2 separate regions of the Sus scrofa genome follow, and region 1 is linked to region 2. Evidence: chromatin contacts called from public HiChIP or PLAC-seq data. All regions are on one chromosome and are shown on one strand. The core of a region is the stretch at or near the end of the contact, and the rest is flanking DNA. Distances in the headings are between cores, read along the strand shown.

Evidence for each region. HiChIP or PLAC-seq counts read pairs in DNA pulled down with a chosen protein or histone mark.
Region 1: a contact with region 2 is called in an H3K27ac HiChIP or PLAC-seq map of alveolar macrophages. The contact joins two enhancer-like sites. A contact is called at or near these places in 2 of 47 Hi-C or Micro-C datasets (heart right ventricle and skeletal muscle) and 1 of 2 datasets of contacts at active chromatin or transcription factors (alveolar macrophages).

What each region holds. Positions count from the first base shown.
Region 1 is chr13:199,007,508-199,013,035 of Sscrofa11.1, reverse strand. No RefSeq gene overlaps it. Among named protein-coding and RNA genes, the nearest start is that of RUNX1, 380 kb to the right of the region's middle. Within about 2 kb of position 1,800, at least 7 of the 83 cell types and tissues checked have an H3K27ac peak or open chromatin away from gene starts, as enhancers often do. A contact at or near this core is called in alveolar macrophages, where this site is marked.
Region 2 is chr13:198,767,090-198,772,391 of Sscrofa11.1, reverse strand. No RefSeq gene overlaps it. Among named protein-coding and RNA genes, the nearest start is that of RUNX1, 130 kb to the right of the region's middle. Within about 2 kb of position 1,366, at least 8 of the 83 cell types and tissues checked have an H3K27ac peak or open chromatin away from gene starts, as enhancers often do. A contact at or near this core is called in alveolar macrophages, where this site is marked.

The DNA of each region.
Region 1 (5,528 bases), core at 551-3,050, 240 kb before region 2:
TGATTTAGACTATCCTCTGGTTCTGATGGAAAAGATTAATTAAAAGGTAACGGTGTTAGAATCTGCGATTTTCATGTTCTTGAAGAAAACTGTCATTTAGATTATTATGATATTTAGATGTCATTTCTTTTAAAAGTTTTGAATGTGTTTCTATAACTAAAAATGCACTTCAAGGATTTTGGAAATGATAAAGGTATTTATCATCAGCCCAGTTTACAAATAAGCCATGTGGAAATTTTATTTATTTATTTATTTATTTATTTTTGATCTAGAGACTCTGCAAAGGGTTTCTGGACAAAAACAGAAAATGCCCAATTATATTTTTGGATTTTTGATATATGTTTGTCCTTTTTTTTTTTTGCTTTTTAGGGATTCACTCATGTCATATAGTGGTTCCCAGGCTAGGGGTCGAATCAGAGCTATAGCTGCTGGACTACACCACAGTCACAACAATGACAGATCCAAGCCACATCTGTGACCTACACCACAGCTCATGGCAATGCCAGATCCTTAATCCACCGATCAAGGCCAGGGATTGAACCTCCGTCCTCATGGATCTGATCATAGATTCGTTTCCACTGAGCCATTATGGGAACTCCCTGATATATAATTTTTTATTACAAGTATGTCCAAATGTTGCAGGGGACCTACTAGAAAAATTATTCAATATTGATCTAAAATGTAATTTTAACTGAGTGTCCTGTATTTTTATTTGCTCCGTCTGGCTACCCTCTTTTGGAAAAAATCAAGTGGAATATTAGTCACTTAGTCTTTCAGAGACTACATGCCCCCATCCCTTCCAGGAAGCTTCTTTGTGGTCTGATCACTCTGCAAGCATTTCTTTCAGCCTACTCCGCATCTTTGCTGGGATGGCACACGTGTCCGTCACACTGCTTCTCAAACTGTGAAGTGCTTGCAGATCCCTGGGGCACCATGTTAGAACCCAGATTCTGACTGGGAAGGTCTGGGGTGGAGCCTGAGAATCTCCATGGTAACAACTCCCAGGTAATGCCTGGGCTGCTGTTACAAGGAAACCCCTAGCCTCCTGTCCTCATTTTTAACTAGACATAAACAAAACCATCATTAAAATGTTTTATGTACACTTAACTTCTTTCAGATTCTTTGTTCTGTTTTTTTGGGTTTTTTAAAAGCCAGAAAATGTTCAATGTTACATCTTTTGTTAACGGAAGAAAACTGTCTTAGACTGTGAGAAAGTTCTGGAAAAGCACATGTTCCAGGAACGGGTCATTAGATTGTTCATCCGTTCATATTTCTGGATGGATCAGAAGTCTCATTAGAAAAATCACATGGTTGTACTTGGTTAACAGGCCATCCCAGGCACCAAGTTCCAAAGTGTGTCGGTTACCAAGCGTGAAAAGCCTGCTGGAAGTAATGTTTTTCTATTACACTGAACTCTGTTAGGGGGAAGCATGTTGAAATGATTTCAACATCTGCATATAAAGGCTCAAAAATCCTTTTAAAATGAAAATCCCAGATTAACAGCTGAAGTTATTTGTTGCCAGGTATTTTGAGCCTTCCAATGGCAAAACCCAAATTAAGGAGGGGGCGATCCTTGTCAGTCAGGAGGGCACTTAGGATTCTTACCAGGGCTCATGCCTAATTCCCATCACCTGGCCACCATGGAGTGGGCTTTGTGCCTTCTGTGGATGCAAATAGTGTCGGATTAAATGGTCCCCGTGTTGGAAGCATCTTGTCTGTTCCTGACCCCCTGCAACCACCATGCTGAGAGTCAGGCAGCGCAGGACGTGTTGACAGGCTGTGAGTCTGCTTCTTCTCCGGGTGTCTGATGTGGCTTCTGTGTCAGACACGGGGCAGACAGAGAGGGGGAGGAAGCTGGCTGGGAGGGGCAGGGGGACGGGAAAGACTGCTAGACAACTTTTTCTGGCAGCAGCTTGGCTGTTTAAACTTTTGCCATCAGAGGGAATTTTAAGAAATGGACTCAACTAAAGAATGAGTTGAAAATGTGCTTCCTTTGAGAAAGTTGAATGCCACCTCCTTAGAGAATCTTTAGGCTGGATGTGGAGATGGTTTGATTCTGCCTTTTGGGAATCCCGAAGACCCATCTAAGGAGGAAGGTGTCTCAGTCTTCTGAAGGCACAGAAACCCACGCAGTAATCAAAAAATGTGCAGAAGGGACAGTTAAAAGATTGTCTCCAAAGTTAGATACTAGTGTTATATCAATGATCATTTCCTGATTTTGCTGATTGCACTGAACTTATGTAAGAGAATGTCCTTCTTAGGAAATGGGCACTGAACTATTTGGTAAAGAGGCATCTTGTCTGCAATTTACTCTCATATGATCCTTAAGATAGAAAATGACAAAACAAAACTGATAAAATGGTGAGAGTTGGGAAATGTAATGAAGGTATAAAGGAGTCGCTTTGCGCAATTTTTGTAATTTTTTATGTAAGTTTGAAATGATTTCAAAATGAAGGGTTTTGCTAAAAAGAAAGGATCTCCTTAGAATAATGCTGCCTAACCCAGTCTCTGGCACTGTGTCCTGCCTGCCTCAAATATCCAGAGTGGCTACTTATCTTCACAGCAAATGCTGAGCCTGGCTGTCCCTTGGGGACACCCCCAAGGCTTTGTGTCATTGTTCCCCCACTGGCTAGCAAGGTCTGGGGCCAGGAGATCTCTTTCTGGAGTCTTAGAACTGAACACAAAACTGCTTTAGTCAGTGAACATTGATTTTTCTGATGAGGCTCTACCTACCTTTTAGTTGAGATTAGCTTATGGAAAGTGGAAATCTCTAGGCAACATATGGCTCAGAGTGTTACCTAAATGTGTGTGTGTGTGTGTGTGTGTGTGTGTGTGTGTGTGTGTGTGTGTGTGTGTGTGTGTGTACTCCAGGCTAGCGCCCTTCATTTCAGGGCAGGGTTCACGCGTGCATCTCTACGTGGAGGCTCACTGCTAGACTGTATACAATTCCTGCATGGAGAACACAGCATCCTTAAAGCACTTTGTTTCTCCAGAATGAGCTCTGAACCACCAAGAGGATAGGTGACACGTTGGTAAGCAACTTAAAATGGCAAAAAAGGAATTAATTCCCAGTTTTTACCAGTTTGATGTCTTTCCATAATCCCAAGCAAGATACCTTTTTTTCCCTCCTTTCTCAGTAACAAGATTCTCAAAAATCCTTGGTTTTAGTCCCTAACCAATTTATCAACATTTTTTCTTTGAATGCTAAGATATTTTTTTTAAGTTTGTAATATTAACTACTTCATAAAGGGAGACTCCTCCCCAAGCACATTTCCTCAGAATATCCAAGTGGTCCAAGTATTTTTTTTCCCCTTTCTCACCAGAATTGAGGTGGCCAAAATCAATCATCTTTGGGAATCTTTAACCTTAGAGACCTGTAAGAGCATGTAAACTCTCCAATACCGATGGACCAAAGGCTGTCCTTTCTTTGGGGTGGAACATTTTAATTTGGTTTAGAGTTGATTTTTTTTTTTCTTTTCGCTTTTAGGGCTACATATGTGGCATATGGAGTTTCCCAGCCTAGGGGTCGAATCGGAGCTATAGCTGCCAGCCTACATCACAGCCACAGCCCAGCAATGCAGGATCTGAGCTGCATCTGTGACCTACACCACAGGCTCACGGCAATGCTGGATCCTTAACCCACTGAGCAAGGCCAGGGATCAAACCTGCAATCTCATGGTTCCCAGTTGGATTTGTTTCTGCTGTGCCATGGAGGGAACTCTGATTTTTTTTTTTTTTTTAATTGCTAGAGAGTTTGAGTAATTCAATTTTTCCCTTTAGAACTTTTTAAAAATCATGGTTCATAATGCTGCTTTAGCCCCGGATAACTGCTATCACTCACATCCATACTGAATTATGATGGGTCCTCCTTTTTTAAGATGCTCTATCCTTTCAGAGATTTATCATGAATTCTTAGTCAACCTTGTTTCTCACTAAGGAAGGGCCATTTATGGTTCAGAGCCCCATCTGCAGCTCTGTATCCTCATTCGGGAGATGCTGGAGATGAGAGGGCAGGGCTGCCTTTTAGTGCTGCCTGGGAGCCTTCTTATTCAAAGACAAGATGGACATTGGGAGGCGAGGGGGGAAAGGGGGAGGGGCTGGAGGATCTGGGAGCACTAAATAGCTCTCTGAGTGAGAACAATTAGTGATGTAAGTGTATTCTTGAAAATGAACTGCTTTGGGGCGAGATTACTTACAAGCACCATCATCCCAGCTAAAATCTCCATAAAGAGTTCCGCAGTTCTGAGAAGTCATCTTCAGAGACAATACTTATTGGAATTCATAGATAGGGTTTCATTTTGTACTCTCTGAAATTAGCTAATGTTCTGGTCACTCCAGAGCCTTGAGAAATGGCCCCAGTCCCAAGGGCTTTCACAGTGGGGGTGGGGTGGGAGCAGTCTAGCAGTGCCTGTGCTACTTATGGTTATTTAAAGTCAACCTCTCCATCAGAATCTATTCTTTTTTTCCCCCAACCTGGACATAACATTTGCCTTTTTCTTTGTCAAGAAACAACAAACATAGCAAAAGTACTCACATAAACAATATCATTTTTAGCTCTAATTTAAAATGTATAATTTCACTTTTTAAAAAACATTTTTTATCTGCTTCATTTAATTGATCAAAGCTCATTTTAATAAGCCTGAGAGGGTAGAAAGATGGCTGGTGCTTTCTAATAATGTACTGGCACAGGTGTTATCGTAGTGTTGTTGGTATTGTTTATATTTGTTTACATATAGGAAATACAGAGCTCAAGGAAAATAAATTTAAATGGAATGAATTCCTGTGTTTTGAGGAAAATACACAACATTTTGCTGAAGTACTGACACTTGTAGTTTTAATGCGGTTTGTACCATTTATTGAAATTGTATTTAACTACACTATTTTATTAAATATAATAAAGCTTGACACATTCTTCGAAATATTCCAATTATTTGGTACCTGATATAGAAAGAGATTCCAGGGATTTCAATATGTAGGCAATGAATACAACTATTATTAATTACATATACTGAAAGTTTTCGGTGACCTTCTAAAAGAGCTGAAACAGGAGTTCCCACTGTGGCTCAGCAGTAACAAACCCCACTAATATCCGTGAGCATGTGGGTTCAATCCCTGGCCTCCCTCAGTGTGTTAAGGATCCTGTGCTGCTGTGAGCTGTGGTTTAGGTTTCACACGTGGCTTGGATCTGGCCTTGCTGTGGCTGTGGCATAGGCCTGCAGCTGCCCCCCTAGCCTGGGAACTGCATATGCCACAGGTACAGGTACAGGCCTCAAAAACAAACAAATAAAATAAATAAATATAAGCTAGAACAGCCCTGTGATTTATGATGGCTGGATATAAAATCTTTACAAATCAGCCTATAAGGTACTACATTGAAAACATTTCTTTCTCTTTTTTCATTTTTTTTTTTTTCCTACACCTATGACACATGGATGGAAGTTTCTGGGCCAGGGATTGAACCCGTGCCACAGCAGCAACCCAGGCAGCTGCAGTGACCACTCTGGTTACTTACCCTACTGTGCTACAAG
Region 2 (5,302 bases), core at 117-2,616:
AGTTCTAGGCAATGGCCCAGCAGTGAAACATCCTAGGCTGGCCTGGCAGACACCATTGGGATGGGCCCAGTGTGAAGCACCCTTTCCTGGTGGCAGGGCCATCTTAGAATCCAGCTCATGTCTAGAGCTAAGGAGCCTTCTCCATAAGTGAGGCACAAGTGGACATTTCAACCTTTACTTCCCTTACCCATAAAATGAGGATGAGATAAACCCCCGTGGATCGTGCAGAGAAAATTAAACAGAGTAAGATGCTCCAGCTTAGCATGAAGCTTGAATGGGAATTCCAGTGCCCAACCAATGGTTATCAGCTTTGTGGCCATATTAAAGTTCAACCTTGTCTCTATGTCAGGGCTGCTAAACAGGTACAGATACTAAAGGGAAATATATAGAAATAGACTCATAAATGAAGAAAGCAGGACAAATGAAAAACTCCTATGCTGAATATGAAGACAATGTGAGTTTCCCAAAAGGACTTGTCAGTATTCAAGGCTGACGTCATTTAACTGAAATATATAAACATATTTAAGCCAAATCAACATTTTTTTAACTTAACATGCTACCATTATGGTAATGATTTTGAAAAATGGTGTTCTGTTAGAAATATTTTTTTCCCTCCAAGTGTGTTTTTAAAGGTTTGCTGTGTTTCTAAATAGGGTTTTCACATAAATGAAAGATTTTGGTTTTCTAAAAAAAAAAAAAACACACATCCTTGGTTTTGATTTTGCACTGGGAATCAATGGAAAATCTGGTTATATTTTTCAGAAACTATCTTACACAAAATTTGTGAAGTTCCAAATTTAGTGGGAGGTTCCACTAAACAGTACTTATCAACGTCTAGTGTCCCTTTGATCTTTCTCTCAACCTTGCCAAGGCTCAATATTTTGAAAGAAAGTGTGCATATGAATTCCCATTTAGAGTTTAAAAAGATCCATGTTTATTTTGTTAATTTACAACCTCCAAGGCCCATTTTTCCTCCCAGCAGTTTCTCAGGGTTGTTTTCTTATGTAGAAGTTCTCATTTCCTTTATGTTACAATTTACCTTTCACAACTCAACCCCAAATCATGCATCAAACACTGGCTGTGTACTATGTATTTTCATACCATGTAAATCTAGAATCTGCTGTGATCAGAACAATATTTTATTCCTCTCTCTCCCTCTTTTCTTCAATTCCCCAAAGAACCCAGAGGAATGGAATTTGCCAGAAATTTCCAATTGGGGATCAAGCTGTTGGAAAACACTCTTTTTCTCTTATTTCATTCCATCTGAATCTATGATTGTAGAACTTTTCCACGTTCTTTTACTGACTCAACAAATGTCCCTTAGGGTATTTCCATCCTCTAACCATTAGTTCACTTTCTTTGCTTATTCATTTCCAGTTGCTTCGTGGACTGAGCCAGGGTATCAGTGATTCATGACTCAGTGCTATTTCAGGAATCCCCAGCATTTTCCCTGTGCTGACTCACCTAACAGTTTTCTATGATCACCTGTTGGGAGCATGGCTGTGGCAGAGCATATGATGCTTCAGATGGCCAGAAAACTCCTGAGACTTACATGCAATTGCATAACTGTGATCTGACCAAGGTCCTTTTGCCTGCTTTTCCTTTGGCATCTTTCTTCCTTTGAGTGAGTCCCTTGAGGACAAGAGAGGGCTTTATTTTAGTTATCTTTGAATCAGCAGTGACTACCATAGTACCTGGGGAATGATAAAACATCTGTGCTCAATAAATATTTATTGAATGATGAAATAATCTTGAGAAATTTAAAGACAATTAATGTGTATTTTTGTGAATTGCTACAGTGCTAAGTACAGAAAAAAATTTAGGAAGACAGAGAATTAAGTCATTACCAGGAATTGATTTATTATTTTATTTAGGCCATGCCCATTGCTTTTGGAAGTTCCCAGACCAGGGATCAAACCCAAGCTACGGCAGTGGCAATGCTGGATCCTTAATATGATGAGCCAACAGGGAACTCTGATATTCAGGAATGTATTTGAAAGTGCTTAAATTCTTGGGGTTACCTGTAAAGAATGGGTATAAACAGAAAGTCATAAAAATACCAAAAAAAAAGAGTTAAGGCAGTTGAATGAAACCTGCCTGAGGTTTCAGCACCTGGTGATCTTTCTCTTAAGCCCATATGTCGTGCATCCCTCTCTTATTTCTTTATGCCTTTAGCATTTAACCCAACTTTTTTGCCCATTCTATCTTCTTTCTCCAAGTATATGATATGAATTCCATAAAATAAGAATACATGTTGTATCAGGAATCCCCAAAACCATCCCTAGGTACAATGTTTCACCAGAAAGACTCATAAGACTCAGCAGATAGACATACTCATGGCTACAATTTATTACAGTGAGAAAAAAAAATACCAAGAAAAATTAGCAAAGAGAAAAGGCACATGAAGTAAAGTCAAGAGGAAAGCAGGCACAACCTTCTAAGAGTCCTCTCTCATTGGAATCACATACGACAGGCTTAATTTCTCCAGCATCAAATTGGGATAACAGACGTGAAAAGTTGTCCACCAAGGAAGCTCATTAGGGACTCAGCACCCAGGATTTTTACTGTAGATAGTCTCTCCCCCACACATACGAAAATGCTAGATTCCCAAAAGGAAAGCATAAATCACATGGTGTGTACAAGTAGTTTAGGCACAGTAAATAAACTATCCTTATCAGTTAGAGAATGATGAAAACACTACCAAACTCCAAGTTTCCAGATGTCAGCCAAGGGCCAGCCTTGCAAGAAAGCCTTTCTAAGCCAGAGATCTGCCATATTACCTCTTTTCCACACTCCTGTGTACACCAAGTTCATCCTCTTTCCCCATTTTGGGACATTCCACCCTCCCAGTGCTACAGTGAATTAGCTCTACTAGTAAATATGCAGAGAAGCCAGTACTGAAGCTGCCCACAGGGCAATCAACATCCGAAAGCAGACATTTGAAAACATGGGCGTGAATGAAATCACCCAGGAGCAACCTCTGGGCAACAGTATTTCATTGCTAAGTAGAAGAAAATGCATCTAAGCAAGAGCTAGAAAGGGTGAAAAGAACAAGGAGAGTGCAAAATCATGGAAGCAAAGGGAGCAAAGAGTTTGATGAACATGTACTTGCAACTATTCTCCAGAATTGTAGCGAAAAAGCTCAAGCTCCTCCGTTTGCCTCACAGAGCCCTCCATCTGCTTTGGGTGGACCCCTCCACTCTCTTCTTCACGACTCCCTAATCAACAAGGTCAAGAGTTTCAAAAAGTCCTGAAATTAAGGACTGAATATTTTATGAGTTTTCAGTAAAAAGATTACCAGTTATTCACTCAGAGAATTATTATAATAGAGTATGAAGACAGAGGTCAGAGGGTAAAGAACCGAAGAAGGAATGGCAAAGGAGAAAAGGACCTATTGGAAGTATATGCTGTTTTGAAGAGGTGTAGACAAGAAGTGAGTAGATGGGACAAGTTGGTGGCTAGATGAAAGCCCAATCCAGGAAGAAAGGGTTAAATTGGGAAAATCTTGAATCCATTGGTAGTCTGAAGTACAGGATCTCACTGAAGAGAGTTCAAAGATACAGAAGAGAGTAGAGATGATGCAGGAAAAGGACTTGAGGGGAGAGGAAAGAGACGCCAATAAAGTCAGAGCTGTGGACTTCTATAGGAGAGGTAAGACTCGTAGTTTGAAATGGGCATGGTAAATATTAGAGTTGGTATGCAAAGATATATTTACAACAAAGTTATGGAATAAACTGCTGAGGCATCTCAGTTCCTTATTAAAATAGCAAGTTTGTCCACCAAGTTTGAGGAGTCTGTATGAGGTGATTTTTTTTCTTTTTTTGCTTTTTAGGGCCACACTTGTGGCATATGGAAATTTCCAGGCAAGGGGTTCAGTTGGAGCTGTAGCTGAGGCCCATGCCACAGCCACAGCAACCTGGGATCTGACCTACACCACAGCTCAGGACAATACCAGATTCTTAACCCCTTGCATGAGGCCAGGGATTAAACCTGCATCCTCATAGTTACCAGTCATGTTTGTTACCAGAGAGCCACAATAGGAACTCCTATATGAGATAATTCTTGAGAAGAGTGATGAAGGTATTTAATGACCTTGGAAAGCATTGGAAAATTATTTACCCAACAATAAGTAAAACACCCAATGGTGATGTTGAGAATCTTGTTGAGACATGAAATCATACTTGTTCTTTAAAAGTCCTCCACCTCCACCAGTCCAGGAACCAAGAAGTGGCCTGAAGGATTGATTTCATATTGCAGTTTTGTGGAGTGTGTGTTGTGGAAGGCTCAAGGGTGAGGGAATGGAAGGTCCTCGTGATATTAATGACAGATTCCAAAGGAGAACAAGAGATTGGGAGAGGCCGATTCTGAAAGAAAATGAGGTATCAAAAGACAAGGCAAGTCTAAAGAGCAGAGAGTGTAGAAGTAGTGATAAAACCAAGTAAACTGAAGATTTTTATCAAAGAGTAGAAGTTTTGTGCTCAGGAATTCAAGAATGGAGAGATTCTCGGATTTAACCTTGAGAGAGAGTGCCTAAAAGGGGTGAAGGCCATTGGAGGTGTGAAAGTTAAGGAGAAGAGAAAGGAAGGCAGAAGAGTCATCTGCTTGAACTTCAAGGTCACTGAAGATGATGGTGGATCAGTGAAATGTGAGTAAAGAGGAAACTTTTTCTTAGGGGCCAGATTCTTCAATGAATGTGTGGGGTTGGCTTAGAAAATGGCAGGCAACTAAGAACAAGAAGTAGAAAAGGATAATGTGAGGAAAAATTAGCCTCAGAGAAGCAATGATATTTAGAAGGTATTGAGATAATGGTTTTGAAGCTTCAATGAGAAGTAAAAAGAATATTTAATCCCACCTCTGATACCTACATCCTTGAAAAATAATCAGCATTCTCTCTGGGGACTATAGGGAAGTGGTATAAAAAAGAGAAAATAAACCACTCAGCCAAATTGATGTCATATTTTACCCTTGAAATTCTTAACATTGTCTTCATTATCATGTGAATTAACCATCTACAGATACCTTCCCCTCTCTTTCGTAGGTTTAGTAATTTTGTCAGAAGCTCTCAAAACAATCTGTGTTGTTTGTATTTAAGCCAACAAGATATAGACAAGGTTACATTTATGAAATCTATTCATTTTTTTCAAGAATGAATTAAAATTAATTCACTAATTAATTTTAAATAAGTATTCAAGACCGGTTTTTAGTAAAAACATACATTTCTTAAAGTTTTGCCTAAGATTGTGTCTAACTATCATGATTGTGAGACAGTGTTGTTTGTAGGTAACTTTATTCTGGAAAAAAA